Linked DNA regions of Mus musculus: region 2 is linked to region 1. The links are chromatin contacts, called in public Hi-C maps. All regions are on one chromosome and are shown on one strand. Each heading gives the region's core, a stretch centred on a gene start, on an enhancer-like site or on the middle of the called end of the contact. The rest is flanking DNA. Distances are from core to core; before and after follow the strand shown.

Evidence for each region. A called contact is a pair of places that touch in the nucleus more often than the background predicts.
Region 2: a Hi-C map of CD4 T cells shows a contact between it and region 1, with 4 times the contacts expected there. The contact joins the enhancer-like site here to the promoter of 5430416N02Rik in region 1. A contact is called at or near these places in 3 of 39 promoter capture datasets (the C10 cell line and pre-B cells), 1 of 484 Hi-C or Micro-C datasets (CD4 T cells) and 1 of 115 datasets of contacts at active chromatin or transcription factors (bone marrow-derived macrophages).

Annotation. Positions count from the first base shown.
Region 1 is chr5:100,428,247-100,435,568 of GRCm38.p6, reverse strand. 5430416N02Rik (RIKEN cDNA 5430416N02 gene) reads left to right here and starts at 6,034. Exons shown (of 5, transcript NR_034038.1): 1 at 6,034-6,243; 2 at 6,331-6,472.
Region 2 is chr5:100,915,081-100,922,010 of GRCm38.p6, reverse strand. Gm36740 (a long non-coding RNA gene) reads right to left here. Exons shown (of 3, transcript XR_389418.1): 2 at 1,664-1,914; 3 at 842-1,115. Among named protein-coding and RNA genes, the nearest start is that of Gm36793, 4.9 kb to the right of the region's middle. Within about 2 kb of position 4,835, at least 16 of the 459 cell types and tissues checked have an H3K27ac peak or open chromatin away from gene starts, as enhancers often do.

The DNA.
Region 1 (7,322 bases), core at 4,785-7,284:
ATCGGACTTTCCTAGGGGTCGTCAAATAAGTCTCCTCCTGATTATATTTCTCAGAAGGAGCGTTTCAAAGCCCGTGGACTGTATAATCACCTGTGCTCTGCATTTCCAGCTCCTCGGCAACATAGCGAAGGTTTCCCTGGCATGAGGCTTGCCTCTATCCCGCCACTGTTTCTAGCTCAGGCTACCCCTTGGCAAGAGGGTTTTATGGCATTTGATTTTTTTTTTTCCGAATTTTCAGACCATTAAAGCCTAGGTTTTCACATTAAAGCAAAATTACACTCTAGGCTTTATAGACATTTCATCAATATCTGAGTGTGTATGATGCGTGTGTCTGTGTGACTAAATGTGTATGATGTACTTGTATATCTGTATGATGTGAGATTATATATATGATGTGTCTGTGACTGTATATCTATGATATATCTGTATGATATGTGAGAATATGCATATCTGGGTCTGTGTATATGTTGGGTCTGATTGTGTTTCTATGCGTATGATACGAATGACTATGTATATGATGTGTCTATGTATAAAGTGTGTCTGTATGTGTGACTGTACGTATTGTGTGTGACTATGTGTATGTTGTTTAGGATGTCTGTGACAGTAGAAGATTTGTCTGTGAGTATAATGTGTCCACTAGACTGTGTATATTGTGTCTATGTATATGATGTATGGCTGCATATATTGTGTGTGCAGGTGTGTGTGTGTGTGTGTGTGTGTGTGTGTGTGAAGGTCGGATGATAACTTTTCTAGAGTTGCTTCTTGCCTTCTGCCTGTGAAGAAGGGTCTTCTTGTTTCTGTGTGGTGCTGCATGCCCCAGGCTGGCAGGCCCAAGAGCTCCCAGTGACTCCTGTACCTCCTGCCATTGTGTAGTAGCCATGAGAGGATTACAGATGCATGGGACCAGGTCCAGCCTTTCAGAGCTTCCAGGGGTCTGAACTCAGATCATCAGATTTGCAAACTGTTAGTGGCTTTTTAAATAAATGATTTAGTAAGGGTTTTTAGTTTTTTCAATTAGCCTGGCTAGCTAGCAATAATTGAGACTGGACCACAATATTTTTTTCAGCACGTTTTAAAGGCACAATAACTGAGCAGTTATTACTGCATTTTAATCCTCTGTGCCAGCATGGCTTACCTCCTAGACAGAGTCCCTGAGATTCTTGCATTTTATGGCTTTCTCTGCTTGAGCTGTTTTCTAGTGACTTTCCTGACTCTCCCCTGGCTAGTCCTCACGTCCCTCCTCCTGCTCCCCTTTCCTCTGGCTGGGAGGAAGCCTTATTATCTCCCCTGCTCAGTCACTGGCTAACCAGCTTTTATTGGAAAATCATAGAATAAATGGGGAGCAATGCTTATAGAGGACACTTAGAATCATAAGGGTAGCAACCAGATACAGAGGCACAGAAATCAGCACTTGAGTTACACAGTGCACTGTAACATTACGTCTCCAGCAGAGCAAGCACGTTCCCACAGACCCATCTCCTGGCCCCCAGCATTATCCTCTTTAATGCTTTGTATTTTATGTGTATGGGTGTTTTATCTGCACATATGTACCCTGTATGTGTCTGGTCCCCTCAAGGGCCAGAAGAGCTCATCAGACCCCCTGGACTGGAGTTACAGATGGTTGAGAGCCAACATGTGGCTGCTGGGAATTGAACCCCAAGCCTCTGGAAGACCAGCCAGTGCTATTTATTATCCACGGAGCTGTCTTCCCTGCTCCCCACCCTCATCCAGTATTTTAAACTGTCAACCCAAGCTTTTTATTTCTAGAGTCAATGTCTCAGTTACTCTGCGTTGTTATCTAAGTAGGTTTTAAAAGGGCCTGACACTGAGTATGTGTGAGATTGTGGAAGAGTGATACAAGGATGCTTTATGTGCTGTTAAACACGTTTAGATGTACACACACCTGGACTCCCAATACTCAGGAGGCAGAGGCAGCCTTGTCTACACAGCAAGGTCTAGGCTGGCCAATGCTAATAATGATATCCTGTCTCAAAAACGTAAGTTTTGAGAAACATGTTAAAAGATCTGCTCACATTTCTGTCTTAAGAAATCAACTTCACAACATCACCGGACAGTTTTTTCCTCCCTTTTGGAAAACTCATATTCCAAGCAAGTGATACCAATGAGTTTATCATATGAATAGGTCAGACATATAAACCCATCCACTGAGATTGAAGAAGTTATAAAATAAGCCAAGAAAATGTGAACTTTCTGATAAGGAGAGACTATGTGCTGTTAATAGGCATGTGTAACATGTAATAAAATGTTTGTACCAGCACACAGCAGCAGAAGACAGTGTGTCTCTCAAACATGATACTAATGTGATCACGCAACCACAATCCATAATACACAACTAAAGGTTGTAGCCATGGGCCTACACTGAAGAGAATTAGATTTCATATTATTGAAGAGAAAACACTGCAAATAAGAACCCCTTAGGTATCTGTTCCAATCAACCGTACATTTTGGGGTCCTCAAATGTTTTTGTTAATTTGTCATAAACTTCATCCTAGTGTATAATTAATATTCTTTTTTAAGATTTGTTTATTTTATGCATATGAGTATACCACCATTGCTCTCTTCAGACACACCAGAAGAGGGTACCAGACCCCATTACACATGGTTGTAAGCCACCTTGTGGTTGCTGGAATTTGAACTCAGGACCTCTGGGAAAGTAGTCAGTGCTCTTAAACTGCCGAGCCATCCCTTCAGCCCATAACTAATAGTCTCATGTACAAAGAAAAGTGAACTTTAAAAAGTATTAGTTGAGTGAACACTCATAAAAATGCTAACATACTGAAGGTCTACAGCGAACACATTGATAGTCACTTTAGCAAATTGACATTACCAAACTTGAACTGTATTCCAAGAAGGATAACTAGTATTTCTTGGCAAAAGTTTTAAATTCTGAATGATTTGTTTTTTTCAGAGACAAAGTTTCATGAAGTCTACACTGGTCTCAACCTTACTGTGTAGTTAGAGATGACTTTGAGCTCCTGCCTCCACCTTCTGAGTGCTGGACTTTCGTGGTGTGCTACTGTGCCCTTCTCTGAATGATGGCTTAAGGGATGATAAACTAGTTTTAGCTCTGACATTCAAGAAACTGGTATCTAGGTCTTTAGCAGCTCGATGACGTGACTGATGGCACACATTTCTCCATCACAGGATACTCATTTCAGTCTTTAAGAGGTAAAGATGCCAAAGCTTATGGGATATATTTTTCAAAATGACATCTATTTAGTGTGTGTGTGTGTGTGTGTGTGTGTGTGTGTGTGTGTGCGCGCGCGCGCGCCCATGTGTTCTATGGTTCATATGTGCTAAGTCAGAGGATAACATCTGAGAGGCAGTTTTTTCATCAAGCAGACTGAGATGGTCAGGAATGTGTACATGTGTGGGTGAGGGCCCATGCATGTGTGACTGCTCCTGTGTAGAGACCCCTTGACTATTGTACACTTTCTGCAGTCTTTTAGTGAACTCAGAGTTTGCCAATCTAGTTAGCCAACTTGTCCTGGGGAATCTCCTGTCGTCCTCTCTGTGCTGGGGTTACAGGTGGCTGCCATCTGCCAAGCTTTCTGGGTAAGTTCTGGGGATCCTTTAGAGAGCCGCTGAGCCATTTCCCATGTTGCTTCTTTACTTCTTAGCTGTCATCTGAGCTCTATAACATTTATGTCTTCACCTATAAAATCTAAGTACATGTTTGGTAGCTAGTTGGAAAATTCATAGGCTTGGAGGTGTCTGAGAATGGACCCCTTCCTCTCCATTAGCAAAATGCAAAACCATTGACTGAAATTGCAGGGCTCTAATGAACGGTCTAAGGAATGGGCTTTTGGTGCCCTTCGAGGAGAGGCAGTTCCAAACTGCTCAAACTATCATAAGACCTGTACCTACTGGAGGTTTTGTGGTAAAGCACACAGATAACCACTGTCCTGTCTTTTATTTTATTTTTTTTGAGACAGTGTGTTAAGGTTATCATTACTGTGATGAAACACCATAGCCAAAAGCACGTTGAGGAGGAAAGCATTTATTTGGCTCACACATTCACAGTAAAGTCTATCACTGAAGGAAGTTAGGACAGGAACTCAAAGAAGGTGCTGATGCAGAGGCCATGGAAGGGTGCTGCTTACGGGCTTGCTTTCCATGGCTTGTTCAGTCTGTTTTGTTTTTTATAGAACCCAGCATCACCAGCCCAGAGAGATCCCCACCCACAATAGACTGGGCCCTCTCCAGTCAGTCACTAATTAAGAAAACGCCTTACATGCCCCCCCCCCCCCAGCCAGATCTTCTGCAGGCATTTTCTGAGTTGCATCATCCCTTCTTCTGATGGCTATCTCGTGTCAAGGTGCCATAAAACAAGCCAGCACACAGGATCCTGGAAGTGTGTAGATCAGGCTGGCTTTGAACACAACAGAGGCCCCCCTGCCTTTTTCTCCTGAGTGCTGGGATTAAAGGTGTGCACAACTATGCCTGGTGTCAACACAATGCACCTCCCCCTTCCCAAAGCTACTCCAAGTGGGCCTGTCAGTCACCTGAGGAGAAACAAAAAACCCACAAAACACACACACACACACAACAACCCATCAAAACCAAACCAACTGTTTGTTCTAGAGACATTTGAGTTTTAAACCCTTTCTAAGGATATAGGCTGGCACCATGAATCTCCTTGGCCTGTGTCTATTTTTGCCCCTTGTTTTTAATTTATGTGTATGAGTACACCACTGCTCTCTTCATACACACAAGAGGACATCAGATCCCATTATAGATGGTTGTGAGCCACCATGTGGTTGCTGGGAATTAAACTCAGGAGCTCTGGAAGAACAGTTGGTGCTCTTAACCGCTGAGCCATCTCTCCAGCCCCATTCTTGCTCCTTGTGAGCAGGCTTTTATGCCAACAGTCTTTTTGGCCATTGTTTCTCTCTCCTTTGGGTTCCTTCACTTTCCAGTACTAAAGCCCATTTATCTTCAACAGTGCTCTCTTGTGTGCCTCATCTGAATTATTTCATTGACAATCACAAGAAATGAAGAGCTCAGGTGAGTTCAGATGGAGAGCCAAACAAAGGTCTAGAAGTTGCAGGTCCAGAGCCAAATTATCTTGTGCTATCTTTAGGAAGAGCCAAGAACGATATTCATCCAAAGCAGCACACAGCTCTGGTCTAACACACATCTCCCGACTAGTACGGAGAAGCTTGGGATTTTCAGGGGGTTGGGGGTGGCGAATGAAAACTGATTCAAGAAGGAAAAGCTAACGTTTGGCACTTAGGATGGTACTCGAATCACGTGTGAATTTATTGTTATTCAACAAACCCTTGACATTGTAAGAAAATGCGACCACGTCTCACGCGTAGTGCAGGGCTGGGTCTGCGAAGGCTGATGCACCAAGATCCCAAGTGTGAGGCCAGCTTGAACTACACGTGTTTTCTCGGGTCAGGCTGATATAAAAGGAAGAGAGCACCCCACAAACCAACCAAAAAGGTTCTCCTTGGGAGCTAGTGTTTAAGTAGGGATTGATTTCGCCTACTTTTCTCCTCAGTATGCCTTCAGCATGGTATGACTGACTCTCACCAACACCTCAGAAAGGCTGAGATGACTGGTGCTCACCAAGTCAGACGCCCAATAAACGGCAAAAAGAAAGCATTCTGAGTAACGTCCCTCAAGCCGGAAGGCAAATGCGGAGCACCAGCCAGGTCCGGTTGCACATGTCTGGCGACGCTAGCCGATGTGCCGCCGCCCCACCTTTGCAGTCCCATAGCAGTGCCTGGGCTCGGCGGCTGCGATCGCCCACACAGCCGGAGGACAGGTCGAGACACTCCACTAGCAGTCCCCAAGGCTGCGGTCCCCTGGACAGCAACTTCCGGCTATCCTACTCTGTCGAAGTCCCTTTTCTGGGCTCCCGCGAGAGCTCGAGTCGCGGTAAACTCTGTTCCGCATGAGGACTGGGCGGCTTGACCGGAAGGGCGGGCTTTGGACATGTAGCCAATCACATACCATGCTATGTCGAAGCAGCCAATCGGAGAGGCCTGGCGCCTTTAAGGGCCTCCGTGGGCACGTTCTCGCTTCCATTCGGTCCTCCTTTTGTTAACGCTCTGGCATCATGTCTACGCCAGCTCCCGCGCAATCCGGCGCCATCGCGCTTTGGGCGAGCATGGCCATGGGGAGTAGAGAGGTGGAAACCGAGCTGACGCCTGCCTGACCCTGGCGATGGTGGCGCGCGCCGGGAAGGACTGATTGGAGAATGGCGCCAAATGGGTAGGAACAGGTCGTGATGTCCGCCGAATGTTGTGTAGCAGGCGGGACAAAAGAGCGATCTCAGGCCTCATCTCGTCTCTTTTGTAGGTCACGGATGGCGAGGGGGCACAGGAGCTCTCGATGTGACCTGGCGCTGTGGATGTGATGCACAGCAGCTTGAGTGGGACTGCTCCGCTGTCCTCATGAGAGAACGCTTTTTCTGAAGATGGGAGGTGGCTAATGAAAGAAGGTGAGGTCTCTCGGGCCCTTGCTGTCTCCAGTGCGATGGGAACTGCACGGGTACGGAAACTTAGGGCCCACAGAACTTTGTTTGAGTTTGGGAATAGGGCATCGAGGGTGGATAGCTTTCAGGACTAGGCGATTTTATTGGAGCCCAGTGATTAAAACCTTTGACTTCTTTGTATCCTTCAAATGATACAAAATTCAATTCCAACAAGTTTTTTTTACCTCCTATTTTACTGAGAATTGAAGTCATCAAGGAATTAATTTATTCATGTTTTTCCATTATATATGCTTTTATCTTATTTGGATGAAATCAACATTTTGCTGGGTTTTTCCTTTTATTTTTATTTTTTTAAATAAAACGCAGCCCATGAACTTCTGGGGAATCGGGTGCTATGGTACAAGTGTTTGCTTGACTGTCAAGAATACAAGGCTGTGTGTTTATCCTTAGGTGAGGTTTTTCACAATTGGCAGTGAGTTAAGTGAAGTTCAGTCTGGTCTCATGTAATCAGCTCTCAGCACATCGGGGTTTTTATCTTGCAGTGCTGGGACTCAAGCCCAGGATTTGTGCATGATTTCAGTCACTGCATCACCAACCTACGCTTGCCTTTAGAACAGATACAATTTTATCTTACTGAGCTGGGCTTGTCTCCTAGAGTCCGTTTTCAACCTGGGGGTGATCTTTCTGAATGGGTCTCCCATGAAGCTGGGAGTAAAGGTTCAGGCCAGTTTTAGAGTAGAGGTCTAACCCCACCCTGTAAAAACATTCATTTTGTTTTTTTAGACAGGTCTCATGTAACCCGGGCTAGATTAGACTTGCTGTGTAGCTTGGCATGACTGTTCTATTGATCATCTTG
Region 2 (6,930 bases), core at 3,586-6,085, 490 kb before region 1:
TGCCCAGACTGTAAGTTGCAAACTGTTACAGAACCAAAAGTGTATCCCCACTGGAGATGGGTAAGGTCCCCCAAATGTCTAGTCAGATGGTCCCATCCATCAGGGCCGGAGAGACACAAAGCCAATCAAGAGCGGAGACTCTCGGCGTATGCAAATGCTGACCTTCTCCCAAGCAACACGCTCTCTCCCGCTCCCACACATGTCTAATCACCAGGGAGTTGTCTAGCTACACGGATTTTTCACATTTGTCAGCTAAATCAGCACTCCAAATGCACAATGCAGCACTTAGAAACATTATGTGAATTTATTAAATTCTCTGGAGGACTTTGGGTCCATAAAGCAGTAAATTGATTACAGGGAACCGAGGCCATAATATTTTCATCAGCAACAAAAGCAGCCATGCTCCCATATTGCCCGTGGCACGTGAAGAGAAACAGTGCCTCCGCCAAGACGGCAGGCTGAGACTCCTGGAGACAGGGGAAGGCTCTGGGAAGAAGCTGTGGGAATTCTCAGAGTCCCAGCTTGCACATGGACGACTCACCACAAATAAGAAAATTCGTGAGAAACACAAGCAGCCTCTCCCTGCAGGGATCAGCCTGTGACGCTTGCACAGTTACCACATCCGCAGCTGCCCCTTCGTTTTACCGTGAGATAGCCCGTTCACTTGGCTACCAGACGATGCCAGGCTGATATTGATGGTGTGTTTTCAAGATCGAACAGGCCTAATATGGTTGGGTGGCCATGAACTGTCTAACAATTCCCACTTTAAAAAAAAAAAAAGGACAAAGGAAACAGGAAAAAAGGACGACTGAAACACTGTGTAGGGTGTCTGGCATGCAAGAAGTGATCACAGGCGCTTTCTGTGTGTTCCGTCACCAGCTTTAACAACTTTCAGAGCAAGGAACTCTGTCTGGCTCCCGGTTAACACTGGGAAGTAACCATCCCCAAATCACAGGCACATGAGTGTTCCTTCCTCTTCTGTACACCAGGATGCTGTATTTCCAAAGACAAACTGTTCTCCACCCCACTACAGGTTATAGTGCTCCTCTCTTCTCAAGCATCTGACTCCATCCGCCTTTGCTGCTGCCTGGCCAGCATCCACCCCTCAAGCCTTTCTGGGGAAAGAGGACGGGCAATGTAAGTGCCTCAGACGTGACATTTCCAACTCTACGCTTCTCCTGGACCTGCCTCGGGACACGACTGTCAAATTCAGGCTTGATGAATGATCATGACTTTCAAGCCAAGTGTAGATGTGTGTACGTGCGTTGCATGTTTATGTACATGTGTGTGTGTGTGTGCGGTATGCATGTGTGTGCCTGTGCATGTGTGTGCATTGTGCATGCAGGTGCTTGTGCATGTGCGTGTGCACAGGCTCATGCACGCGAGTGTGCGTATGAAGACCAGAGGTCCACGTGGAATGTATTCCTCGGTCACTCCTAGTTTATTTTCTGGGACAGGGCCCCTCACTGAACCTAGAGTTCACAGATTTGATGACACTGGCTAGCCCATAAGCTTTGAGGATGCACCTAACTCCTTCCAGCGCCTCCTCCTCCTCACCCCCAACCCACAGGAGGGTCACAGGTTCATACAACCACACCTAGCTTTCTACACTCATGTTGGCAACCCTAATTCAGGCCCTTACAATTATACAGTGCTACTTTACTGTCTTAAGTTCTCTTCCCAGAGGCTCCTCAGATTAGGTTTGGATAAACCTCAGTAATGACAGCTGTTGCATGTTGCAGGGTGATGGCACACATCTGGGTCGGCTGCTCCTCTTCTGGTCACCACCAGACTGAACAAAATCCCTCCACAGGGAGGACTTGTGGAGAGATCGAAGGACATGTGAGCTCCTCTCCTCGAACCATGTCCCTCAGACAGAGTCCCCTGCTGTGATGGAGAAGAAGCAGGGTCTCCCTGAAGAAGAAGAAAAAATGTCTTAAAGGTTAGCACGGAATGGAAGCAGAGCCCATGGGTTTCCGGTATTTGGCTGCCTGCCTGCCCTGCATAGACTCAGAGTAACAGTTTGTTAGATTCAACTGAAATATTAAGCGACTCGTCCAGACTACGATGCAGCTTAGTTGGTAAGGTGCCCACCCAGGACACACAAAGTCCTGTCTCCAACCCTCAATGCCACATTAAGCAGGAGTGGTGACATACACACGTAATCCCTGAGCTTGGGAAACGGAGGCAGGGGGATCATAAACTCAAAATCACCTTCACCCATGTAGAGAGTTCAACATCAAAGCCAATCTAGGCTACATGTGACCCCTCAGAGAGAGGGGGACGGGGAGAAACAAAAGGAAAAGACGAGAAAAAGATGAGCCAATTGTCCAATTACAAATAGATTACTATGTACGTTTCAAAACAGCAATTTAGCAATTTTCGGGCATCATAGTTTACCTTAAAGCTAGTCGTTCAAGCAGCTCTTGACTTTTTAGCAAAGCATGCCCACTCTCCATTACATCAGAACTTTGCAGGCCTGTGTCTTTTCAGAATAGGCTTTCAACACCCAGGCTGCACCAGACAGACAAGCTCTGTCGAATTAGCAGCCTCCTGGGTGTTTCTTTTCCAGGACGCTGTCAGCTGAAATGGCAACTGTATTTCCATCTGTCTTTTGCTTATGGGAAAGTCGGTTGGTCTTTTTCCTTCCTTTTTGCTTATCCGATGCTAAAACTTCTATCGAAGTTGGTCTGCTATTTCGAGAATAGTGTTGGGAACTCTTTAACTCAAAAAAATCTTCTGCTGCCACCTACTGGCAAAATTGTTGCATTACATCATCATGTCCTCTACCAGGTAATTCATGGGCAGCTGAATTCCCTCCGACTGAAAGTTTCCCAAGTATGTACACAAACAGAACGGATTGGGGAGACTTCAGATGTAATTAACCCCCTTTTGTGGTATAGAGGACTGGTACCAAGGCCTTGCTCAGTCGAGGCACGTAATCTGCCACTAGCTTCGTCCCCGGTCCTTACAGTAATTTTCTTTTGCATTTTACCTTGGAGAAAACTACTGCCCATTCACAATATTTGTATAAAAACAAAAAGTGTATGCTCTCCACCTTTTTCCTTAGACCACAAAGTTGTAAAAAGCAACCATTTCCTTCAAGCCCACACTGGCTCCAGATGGGCCTTGCTTAAGCATTTCGTTCCTGTGTTAAATGTCTCGGAAATATTGTTCCATGTTTGGTAAATGTATTTTCCTTACTAAACACTCACACAAGTTTTCATAGTAATTATGAAACTAAGGGGTTTTTTTTCTACTCGGAATATTTACTTATTCCTGATAAGAACACTAATTCAACGTATATTAACTGGTCCGCTAGTTTACTCTCTCAATACTGAACCATCTGGATCTTGCCTTGCCCACAGAGTTTATAGCTTAGGAAAGAGAATGCAAAGCCCAAACAAGAAAGTACATTCGGCCGGGCGTGGTGGTGCACGCCTTTAATCCCAGCACTTGGGAGGCACAGGCAGGCGGATTTCTGAGTTCAAGGCCAGCCTGGTCTACAAAGTGAGTTCCAGGACAGCCAGGGCTACAGAGAAACCCTGTCTCGAAGAAAATTTAAAAAATAAATAAATAAATAAAAAGAAAGTACATTCGATGGTGGAAATAGAGAGCCAGGGAACTCCAGAGTGGAAGTGCCTAACATAGCTCATACTTCTAACAGTAAATGCTAAACACACATGGTTTTCACACTGAAGATCAGTATTTCCCTAGCTGAGGACTTCTGCTTACCAATGTCAGCTAGGCTTCCACGGCAAGACCGCGCTCAGGGTCCACCCATTTCTGCTCCCTAATGCTGTAGTAACAAGCATGCAGCCATGCCTGGCTATTCACACAGGTACTGCGGATTCATACTCAAATCTTCGTGGTGGCGAAGGAAGCAGTCTTGCCCACCATCTCCCCCAGACCCAGCATCAGCATTAATACTGTCCAAATGACCTTCAATCAGTGAGGCATGGGGACTGGTAAATAAATGACGTTGCTTTTTTAACACACATTCACACACACACACTCATTCTCATACACAAACACACATACACACACTCTCACACACACTCACACACTCATTCACACACACACTGCCCCTGCAATAAATGACTCTGAGGTATATTCTAGTTGGGCTTTTAGAATGTTCCCCAAGGTGTGTAACAGAACTTTGTGATTTGAAAAAGTTTAATAAATGGCATCTATCTTTCCCACAAATTGTCCTGAATCACACGTAGCAGTGACCAAGGTGAGCCTGTGAAAAACGGGACCTGCCAATTATATTTACGGGGAAATTGCCAGCTTCCAGAAGACAGGCTTCCTCGGGGAAGAAAGCAGCGACTGAGCCACACTGTCTCAGTGACTCCTACATGTGAGTGATATTCCCCCTGAAAGGAACAAGGAAGGGGCATTGAAGGGCCAGACAGAGGAGCGCCATCTGCTGGTGAGATAAGCCCGCTACAGCAGGAAACAGCGCCCCCACCCTATCGCGTGTCAACCCTCCGCTCAGCGAGCTGTGTTTTCCTAGGTCAGTAACTCCCCAACACCACACTCGATATAATAAATTGTTTTTAAAATTTTAATCTCTGTGTTCTCAGTACTCAACCCCAGATGACACTGGTCCCCAGTGAAGACCACAGTAATCAATAGTATGAGTAACGGCCATTAAATCGATATTCTGTTTGTCATTAATAGATTTTTAACCACATAATTCCTGCCTATAAAATAGGAACGGTGTTTGTTCTGATTTTCATTGTAAACATTTATTGAACCCTTGCTCTGTGATAAACTATTGCATATTTATTTAATGCTCACAAAGGTCTGTATTCCCCCTAATTACTCAGATGGCGAAACAGAGGCCTCTAAAGGTCAAGGAGTTTGATAGAAGTCACTCCACTAATAAAAGTGACATCAGAACTAGGCCTGGTTAATCGCAAGTCGAAACCCATCCTCCATCGGTGCACTGCCAATCCATCCCTCCCAATCATTAAACTGAACGTATGTTTTAAAGATAACGCATTTGGTTTTGCTTTAAATTGCTTTAGAATTGCCAACAGGACAACGAGCTTCAAAACTAGCACTGAATGATGCAAATCGATTTGAATATTCTTCTTTGAGATAAATTGGCCTTCAGGCACACCGACCAGACTCTGCTTTGTACAAAAGACGGAAGCAAATAATGATGGTGATAAGCACACAGAAGAAAATGACCCGTATTTTTGGACAAGTCGTTGCTAAGTATCTTCTGATCTGAAATCAATCCAAATCGTTCCCCTGAGTCTGGAGGCTCCTTATCCTCTGTCAATGAGGTTTGCTACGTCAGTGGCTTCAGAGTTCAAAGCTCCAGCTATGAAAGACACACCCTTTCCTGTAAATGCTCTAAGCAAAGTGTGTGTGTGGTCTGTGACGCAATCCCAGCTCCATAATACTGCGTACTATGGAACTATGACTATATCTCCCGTCTTTAAACACACAGAAGTCAAGGGCAGGTTCCTTGACCCTACAGCAATACTTGTTGGGTACTTGAGTCTCAAATTGCTGATTCTTTGAAACAACAAATCAGACGAGGGAACCTCTTGTAAACCTTTGACCCAATAAAGCAAGACTCCTTCAGGAATCTTTTGGGGATTTTTCAACGATATGTTGTCATATGAACTCGAAACACATTTATCCAAACAAATTGACTTTATTGTCATTTTTTTCTTTTTTTAAAGATTTATTTATTTTATCCCCCCCCCCCGTGTGTGTGTGTGTGTGTGTGTGTGTGTGTGTGTGTGTGTGTTGCCTGCACATATTGGTATGTACCTGTTGCCTGAAGAGGAGAGAAGTGTGCTCTAGAACTGATGACAGACTGTGGGGAGCTGTCATGTGGGCGCTAGGAATCAAACCCCAGTCCTCTGCAAGAGCAGCCAGTGCTCTTTGACTGTGAAGCCATCACTCCCACCCCAAGAGTTTTCCTTAGTGGACCCGGATTCGAGGACCAGGAATGGATGCTGTATTGGACCCCTGGGGAACACACAGCATCTTGAAAACCCAGACTCCTGTTGAGTAGCTCACTGCGCCTTTGAGTCCTCTCCTCGGTGGCAGCGGCGGGAGGGGGGGGGGTGGGGGGGGTGAGCTCTTGTGTTGCCCTCAGGAAAACAATGGAAGATAGGATCTTTCAGAACAGCGTGCCTGGGGAAAAGCTGGGCCTTTGGAACAAAGCAGGACGGGTTACTCTTTAAAGGTTTCACACTTTCCCAGCAAATATTCTCACTACAACCACTCCTCCTGGGGTAACATAGCCTACCCTGTTTCCTGTCCCCCCAATCACGGGGGATAGGCGCTGGGTGACCATGGAGTCCTACTCACCCAACTGCATGACTAACCTGTGACCCAGTGAGGCCAGAGTCTTTAAGCTTTTTCTCTATATAGCTGAGTCACAACATGAAAACGCTATTTGATTTGAAATTGTGGTTTGGGGCAACAATCTATCTTCCTGATGGGTGTATAAAGCCAGCTGGAAATAATGAAGAGATTGCAGGTTCTAATGAACCTCGGGTCTACCCTGGATCTGCCTTCCAAGGATCTAGTTCCCACCGCAATGCCTTCACTTCCATGGGATCTGTTGAATCCAGCTGAAATGGGTTCTGTTTCCAAGTTTTAAAAACTTACTTCTAGCAAGTTAAGTTGAACTCAATGTAGTCACGATGCTACACGTAAAGTCCACAAGATGGCGCTCTCCTCAAGCTTTCGTTCCATGGCTTCCCAACCAGCCATTCTAGCTGATAGCCACATTCACAAATCATAATCAGTTGAAAACTCTCAATGGTTCCGAATGCACTCCAATGGTTACAGCTGTGCCGAGTAGGGCACCCTGCATGGAGTGCTTAAAACCAAGCAGGTGTGGAAAGCTATAGTGTGGCCATCTCTTTCAGGACAACATCAACCTGCAATGGGTTT